Linked DNA regions of Pelodiscus sinensis: region 2 is linked to region 1. Evidence: chromatin contacts called from public Hi-C data. All regions are on one chromosome and are shown on one strand. The core of a region is the stretch at or near the end of the contact, and the rest is flanking DNA. Distances in the headings are between cores, read along the strand shown. Region 1 holds the start of POP4 (POP4 ribonuclease P/MRP subunit). Region 2 holds the start of UQCRFS1 (ubiquinol-cytochrome c reductase, Rieske iron-sulfur polypeptide 1).

Region 1 (3,651 bases), core at 577-3,076:
GTTAAGCACTGGAATAAATTGCCTACGAAGGTTGTGGAATTTCTATCATTGGCGATATTTAAGACCAGGTTAGACAGATATATGTCAGAGGTGATCCAGATGGTGCTTGATCCTGCTAGGAGAGCAGGGAACTGGACTTAACCTCTCGAGTTCCCTTCCAGTTCTAGTATTCTGTGATTATACCTCCACCTCCAATAACTTAACCTCAACCTCCAATAACTTTGTGACCCTCCCACCCACATAACTACTTTTTGGGTCAGGACCCCTACAATTACAACACTGTAGAATTTCAGATTTAAATATTTGAAATAATGAAATGTACTAATTTTTAAATCCTGTGACCACGAAATCGACCATGAAATTAGTAGGGCCCTACAAATAAGTCATCTATCAATAATCAGACAAATCTGACTTAAAACAAATTACTTAAAGGCAAGAGTTCATATGCCACTAAAAAATTTAGCTATACAATTCCAAATTTTCTCTGTTAAGAGCCAACATTCTCATAGGAATGTCCTAATATGAAAAGTAAAATACAGATAAGACCATAATTTGTGCAAGAAAAGTAAAAAAGTGTCTCCCCTGAAGTGTCCACAGATTTTTAAGAATCTTGTTTCAAATAGAAAACATTACTTTCAGGGATATGTAGAAGTTATTTCCTGAAAGTTTCCTTTAAACATACACCACCAGCTGTTATGAAAAAAAGACAGGCCAGTTTACCCAACATTGTAACATGATGCATTATTCACTAAAACACAATGAAGTTTATGAGGCTCCAAATTTGACTCTCAGAGAGCAGGTAGGAGAAGAGCCAATGACATTCAAATCATTAGGCATAATTATTCAGGATGACTCCCTCCCCCCCCAGTAAATGTAAGAAAAAATTAGGGCCCAGGGCCTGATTTGAGGTCCATTGTCTCTAACCAGACTCCACATAGGTGCAGGGTCTTGCCTGCACAGATCAACTTGGGAGCACTGAAGCTCTGAGAATAAGTTGCTAATCAAAGTGGAAACTATTTTGTGCTTACTGAATGACTCTGGACAAAATGCCAAGACTAGAACTCAATGCCAAGACCATCTTTGGAGCCCTGTAAATCTCTGGATATCCTGCTTTCTATCCCTGCATATCCACAGCTCGTTGTGGATACGGGTGCAGATACAAATTTTACAGATCCCTGTGAGGATGCCTTGATTAACCTCTCTTAGGAGAGGAAAAATACCGTAAACCACAAGATCTGGACCAAATGACTGATCCGAAACAGACACTGTTAACGCCCAGCGCCAGCCATACACAAAAATCGCAGGTGCACAGCCCCATGCGCACAGGCTCAGGGGAAGCAGAGGTACCTGGAGATCCAGCAGCTTGGCAGCCTGCGGCGGGAGCTTGCTGTAAATCACGCCTGAAACACAAAACGCCCCGTCAGCAGAGGCACCGCTCCCCCCGCCCCCACTGCGGGGTCTGGCAGACCCGCCCCCGCCCTAGAGAGCTGGGGGGGGGGGGGGGCGTTTCGCGTTCCCTGCGCTTGCGCGCGACTGGGCCCCCCCCCCCGCATCTGCCGGGGCCACGCACGGAGGAGCGCTCGAGGGCGGGCTGAGAAGAGCCCCCGCGGGACAGGCGCAAGGCAAACGGGGGGGGGCTGCAGAAACCCCCAGGCAGGAGCCCACCGAGCCCTTACTCTCCATCTTGGCAACACGCGGCGCTTCCGGCGCGCGCCGATGACATCAGGACGATGCGACTGAGCGTGGGGCGGCCCCTCGCGCTTCAAGGGCAGCCGCCGCAGAGACCGCGCATGCGTGGTGGATAGAGTTTTCCTCCTCCCTCCCTCCCTCTCGCGGGCGCAATTATCCACGAAGCATTCGCGCCCTGAAATGCAACAGCCTCTGGGGGGCGTTGTTCCCCAAGGCCAATAAGGACCAAGCGCACCGCGCCCGTGGCCCCACCCATCCCCACCCCACGTGGGCCGCACGCGCTGCGAGCTAGGAGTGCTTGTTCAAGTAACACCTGCCCTCCCCCCCCCCATGAAAGGGGCGCGCACGTGCTCCACAGGCTGCTGAACAGTTGGAGGGCGCATGCGCAAAAGCGCAGCCGGAAGCCACCAAGAAGTGAAAGGAAGGAGGGAGGTCGCTGCGTGATGCTGCCTCTTGTGGAGGGGAGTGGAACTGCAGCTTCACCCCTACTTACCAGGGCTGTAAAGGACCAATCAACTATCCAATAAGCAAATGCTTATCAAATATCAGTAGACTAGCGGATTCCTCCCCTTGCTGTCTCTATCAGATAGTGGCAGCCAAGGGGTGGGAACAGGGGGTACTTCAAAGTGGCAGCACCGCACAGCGATCCCGGGCTCTAGCACGGCATTTCCACGGGGAACAGCTAGGGAGTCCCCAGCTGACCCTGGACTCTGGGGAAATGCTGCGTTGAACCGGCGGTCAGGTGGGGAGCCTCCCCACTGACCCCTGCTCTACATGGCATTTTAAATCGGCAGCTCAACATAGAGCCCGGGGTCAACGGGGACCCTGAGTCTGCTCCTGTCTCCAGGCTCCATGCTGCGCTGATTCTTTAAATGCCCAAGAGCCACTGCTGGGGACTCTTGTGCATTTCAGAGCTGGCACACCACGTACAACCCAGAGTAAGCGGGACTTCCCGCTGGCCCGGGCTACATGTGGAGTTCCAAATTCCTCCTTTGAAATGTGCAAGTGCCTATTGACTAGTTGAGTAGTCGATAGAAATTCCATCGCCTACTCAACTAGTCAATTAACCGTTACTTCACATCCTTAGTTGTTACTTCCCAACCAGCCCCGAAGTGCTGCTGACCAATGAGTCAAGAGAGTGTGAGACTGGTCAGCGGGACGCTCTGGACACCACATGCCGGACGCTCTGCACACCCATGAGCTCATAAGACTCCAGCAGAAAGGAACTTCAGAAACTGTCTCCATCAGGCCACCCCTGATTCACCCAGCCTGTCAATGCACTGCTGTCTACATCCATTATTACCCAAACCCTCACCCACACACTCAGTGTCACACTAATACATCCACTGTCACCCAGTCACCCACACACCGAGTGTCACCCCGGCCCCAATACATCCACTGTTGCCCAACCCTCACCCACACACTGAGTATCACCCTGGCCCCTATACATCCACTGTCTCCCAAACCCTCACCCACACACAGGGCTGGATTAAGGCATAGGCTAGCCACGCAGCTGCCCGGGGCACCAATCTATGGGGATCGTGGGCTGCAGCAGCTCCCAGCAGCCACCGTGCAGTGGCCACCCAGGGTGGGGCCACATTAACCCCCGCAGCGCCGGCCAGCAGCACCCTTCCCCTTGCAGCCGTGGGGCCCTGAACGGCCAGGCTTGGCCCGCCTCGGGTAGCCCCGGGCTGCGCGCCAGCAGTGGTAGCTGGGCTGGGCCGGGCTGGGCCCTCCCCCAACCAGGGGCGCAATTAAATTGTCTGCCCAGGGCACTGGAATGGCTCAGTCCGGCCCTGCCCAGACACTGAGGGTCACCGCACTAACACACCACTGTCATTCCGTGTACATCCACTGTCACCATCCCCTCCCCTATACACCGAGAGTCACCCTGATACATCCACTCTCACCCAAACTGTCACCCACACACTGAGTGTCACCCTGGGACCAATACATTCACTG
Region 2 (4,065 bases), core at 1,351-3,850, 480 kb after region 1:
GCTGACAGCCCAGACGCGTCTGGGCTGTCAGCTGGCCGCGCGTTCCGCCGCCGCTTTGCTTCCTCTCCCTGGTCTGCTCGAGACCAGGGAGAGGAAGTGCCCCGTTCGTAACTGCGGATCCGACATAAGTCGGATCCGCGTAACTCGGGGACTGCCTGTATACGGAAACCTCCAAATATACACAAAATTAGATTACAAACTCACATCTGAAAAGCTCCACAATGGTATGATATGCAAACTGAATAGTCTCCAGTTTGCCCTATATTTTAGGTCTAGCAGATGAAGTTTGTTTCATCTCAGTTGAGTTTAAAATAAACAAAAAGGCATGTGAATTTTAAAAGTTCTACTAAAGAAAATCAAGATCATCACAGTTTGCTAATAAAATGTTCTAATATAGGACTAAGACCATATCTCACTCATCTAGGTATACACCCAGAGAAACACCATTGAAGATAATGGGTGTAAATCAAATATGCATTGTGTAGGTAAAATTCACATAATACATGTTCTGCAGTAATAAAATTATTTCAGCCAAAATATATATAAATGGCCTTACTCTGTTCTATTCTATACCACTGTAAAACTGATGTAATGGAGTGGAGAATTGGGCCCCAAATGTGTGCAAATGACTAAAGGTAGAGGGATAATTTGTGGTCCCAAAATGAGAGAATATATACTTTTGGTGAGAACTACAGCTGCTGTGTTCCTCCACCCTGCTAATCATTGATGATGAGAATGAGTTTCAGGGGAACTGTTTGACTTCTGTAGGAGCCTGAGTTCCAGACAGAACGTGCTGATGGTAAGCAATGTATGAGAGACTGAAGCTGTAGAAACTGGAGACTGGTCACAGAAGTGTAGTGATAAAAATAACAAGCGTGTGGTGAAAAATGTGCTTTACATTTTTCAGACATGATATAAAATTTATGGCCCACAAATTTCCAGAGACAAAGTGCAAGATTATCACTGTTTTTCTCCCTTGAAACAGAAATAATGACTAGAAAAACAGGACAACAGTCAAATCAGCTTAAAGAAAGGAGGGAGGAGGGAAAGAGATTTAAAAAGGAAACCTGACAGCACACAGAGAAAGAAAAGAGCATATAACTTGTCTCTGAATTTTAACAATTTTTCTTCAGATAATGGTTAAAGATGTTTCATTAATAACCCAGATGGTGTCATGATAGAGGATGAGATGCGTAAAGTGATGACAAGCCTCACCAGGGCACAGACTGGTGCCTTTCTCATAAGGAACAATTGTGCTTGCTAAGCCATTCCCTGCCAGGAAAGAAAGGAGCTAGCATCGGATACAGGCAAGACCGTCACCACAGTGTCAATACCAAGTGCCAGCTAATTTTAAACCCTAAGCTGAGAATGGTAATAATATTAAACACGTGTGTTTGTAGGATTGTGGCTTTTGATACCAGGCCAACTAGTGTCATATAACTGTCTAAAGATCTAATAGAATTAAACAGTGCATTCCAAAAACACAGCCATGAAGAATCACCATGCCACGGTGGGCATGATGTTTTGGTGTGACAGGACAGTGTTTTCACATGGGGGCTACGTCTACACTGGCCCCTTTTCCGGAAGGGGCATGTAAATTTCACCAGTCGTCGTAGGGAAATCCGCGGGGGATTTAAATATCCCCCACGGCATTTAAATAAAAATGTCCGCCGCTTTTTTCCGGCTTTTAAAAAAGCCGGAAAAGAGCGTCTACACTGGCCCCGATCCTCCGGAAAAAGTGCCCTTTTCCGGAGGGTCTTATTCCTACTTTGAATAAGTGCCGCTTTTCCGGAAAAATTTGCCAGCTGTCTACACTGACCGCTTGAATTTCCGCAAAAGCACTGACTTCCTACTGTAAGAAATCAGTGCTTCTTGCGGAAATACTATTCTGCTCCCATTCAGGCAAAAGGGCCAGTGTAGACAGTTCAGATTTGTTTTCCGCAAAAAAGCCCCAATCGCGAAAATGGCGATCGGGGCTTTTTTGCGGAAAAGCGCGTCTAGATTGTCACAGATGCTTTTCCGCAAAAAGTGCTTTTGTGGAAAAGCATCCGTGCCAATCTAGATGCTCTGTTCCGAAAATGCTTTTAATGGAAAACTTTTCTGTCAAAAGCATTTCCGGAAAATCATGTCAATCTAGACGCAGCCATTCTGAACAAGGATTGTGCAGCTGGCCAGCACAGGTGGCTGGGCTTGGGGACCTCTAGAGGGCCCTTCCCTCCCTACATTTCTGTGATTCCATCCAGTTGAGGTGACTTGTCATTTTGGGTGCAGTATCCGCAACCCGCTAGCCGTCTGAAGGGCATGACGTCACTGGTGTGAGATGACCTCATGTATTACGTAGCATAAGGTCACCAGGCTGCGGTAGTGGTTTGAATGACGTCACCGCCGGGCTGCAGCGGCAGTGCCTGCTGGGGTCCGGGAGGTTACTGAAGCCAGCTGGCCCGCAAGTCTCAGCCAAACCTGGGGACAAACGCGAGCCTGGGTGACGTCACGGAGAGTGACCTTGGCAGAAGCAACCCGAGGGGGCGGGGCGTGCGCACGTACGGGCAGGGGGCGGGGCGTGCGCACGTACGGGCAGGGGGCGGGGCACGTCGCCCGCGCGGCGTCAGGGCTGTCGGGAAGTTGCGCCCGCCCTATGACCGACTGAGGTGACCCACCTCAGACGCACTCGCCGCCATGTTGTCCGTGGCTGCCCGTGCCGGCCCCCTGGCTCCGTACCTGTCGGCCGCGGCGCACGCCGTGCCGGGCCCGCTGAAGCCGCTGGTGCCGGAGGTGGTGCTGCGGCCCGGGAAGCTGCCGCTGGACGCGAAGCGGTTGGTGCTGAGCCGGGAATCGCTGAGCGGCCGAGCGCCCCGCGGAGGCCTCGTCGCCACCGCCAGCATCAACGGTGCGGCACGGGGGTGGGGCAGTCGGGGCTCGGGCTGGAGACGGGCCGCTAGCGGGGGTGGGTGGGCCGCTGTAGCCGGCCGGGGCCTGTGGGAGCAGCGGCGGGGGGTGTGTGGCTCGGTGCGGGGGAGGCCTGGCCTGCGGCTCCAGGGTTGCGTGAGCCGGGGCAGCGCTTCCCGTGCGCGGGTTTCGTCTGCAGCTCCGCTGTGAGTTACTGCCGCTGGCCTGCGCCCGGGCACCGTTTGTGCCCGTTCCCAGCGGCGGAAATGTCCGCAGTGCGCAGGGTCGGGGGCCGGTGGGCTGTCCAAAGCTCCCCCCCCCCCCGTGCGGGACGCCGAGGGGGACTGGGAAACCTGAGCAGCTCTGAGTCGTTTCCACGCTCAAGGATGTAATTGAATCGAATCCAGTGCCAACTGCTTGGTCTGAAGTAGGGCGTTAAAAGGTTAACAGGTACTGACGGGAGCAGCTCCAGTGCGGGCGGGGCCCCTGTCTTTGCCCCACCCCCACCACAGGTTACACGCTGTGGCCCGCTGGCAGGGGCTGCCGGGCAAAGACACTTCCCCTCCCAGCCGGACCAGCAGGGATTGGTGGGCCCCGACTTTCCTGCGGACTCTTTTATGAGGGATGTGAAGGACTAGTCGCTTATTGTATAGTCAACACACTAGTTGACTAGTCATGCCCCCTCCCCACTTACTGCCTCTATTAGAAAGAGGCGGGGAGGGGGGGTACAGAGGAGGGGATGTTTCAAAGTGGCAGTGCTGTGGGGTGCCGGGGGTCTGCCACTTTGAAATGCCCCATGCTCCCCACAGCGCTTTCATCTTTGAAATGTAGCTTCAAAGATAGAGGCGTGCTTATGGACTAATTGAATAGTCTATGCAAATTGCATTGACTATTCGATTAGCCAGTTAATCTAAATTTGACATCCCTGCAGCATGTGTAACAGTGCTGCAGTGTGTGTAACAGTGTAACCGCTGAAATTTCTTAGCAGTTACAGGGTTACCTTTTAAAATAGCTTTTTATATTTCTAATCAGAAGTAGTGATTTTAGATAACTTGTGCTTGACTCCTTGAAGGTACTACTCGCAGGCTTTCATTTCACAGCTCCGGAATGGGGATAGAATAGAAAACACTGCATGTAGCACATGAATACAGGCAGTCCCCGACTTATGAACGGGTTATG

Evidence for each region. Hi-C and Micro-C count contacts between places; a contact is called where the count stands out from the background.
Region 2: a contact with region 1 is called in a Hi-C map of an unstated tissue, with 4 times the contacts expected there. The contact joins the promoter of UQCRFS1 here to the promoter of POP4 in region 1. A contact is called at or near these places in 2 of 5 Hi-C or Micro-C datasets (blood and an unstated tissue).

Annotation. Positions count from the first base shown.
Region 1 is chr12:25,916,173-25,919,823 of ASM4963464v1, forward strand. POP4 (POP4 ribonuclease P/MRP subunit) reads right to left here and starts at 1,827. Exons shown (of 7, transcript XM_075940184.1): 1 at 1,677-1,827; 2 at 1,348-1,400. The coding sequence starts at 1,683.
Region 2 is chr12:26,393,438-26,397,502 of ASM4963464v1, forward strand. UQCRFS1 (ubiquinol-cytochrome c reductase, Rieske iron-sulfur polypeptide 1) reads left to right here and starts at 2,601. Exons shown (of 2, transcript XM_075940188.1): 1 at 2,601-2,887. The coding sequence starts at 2,677.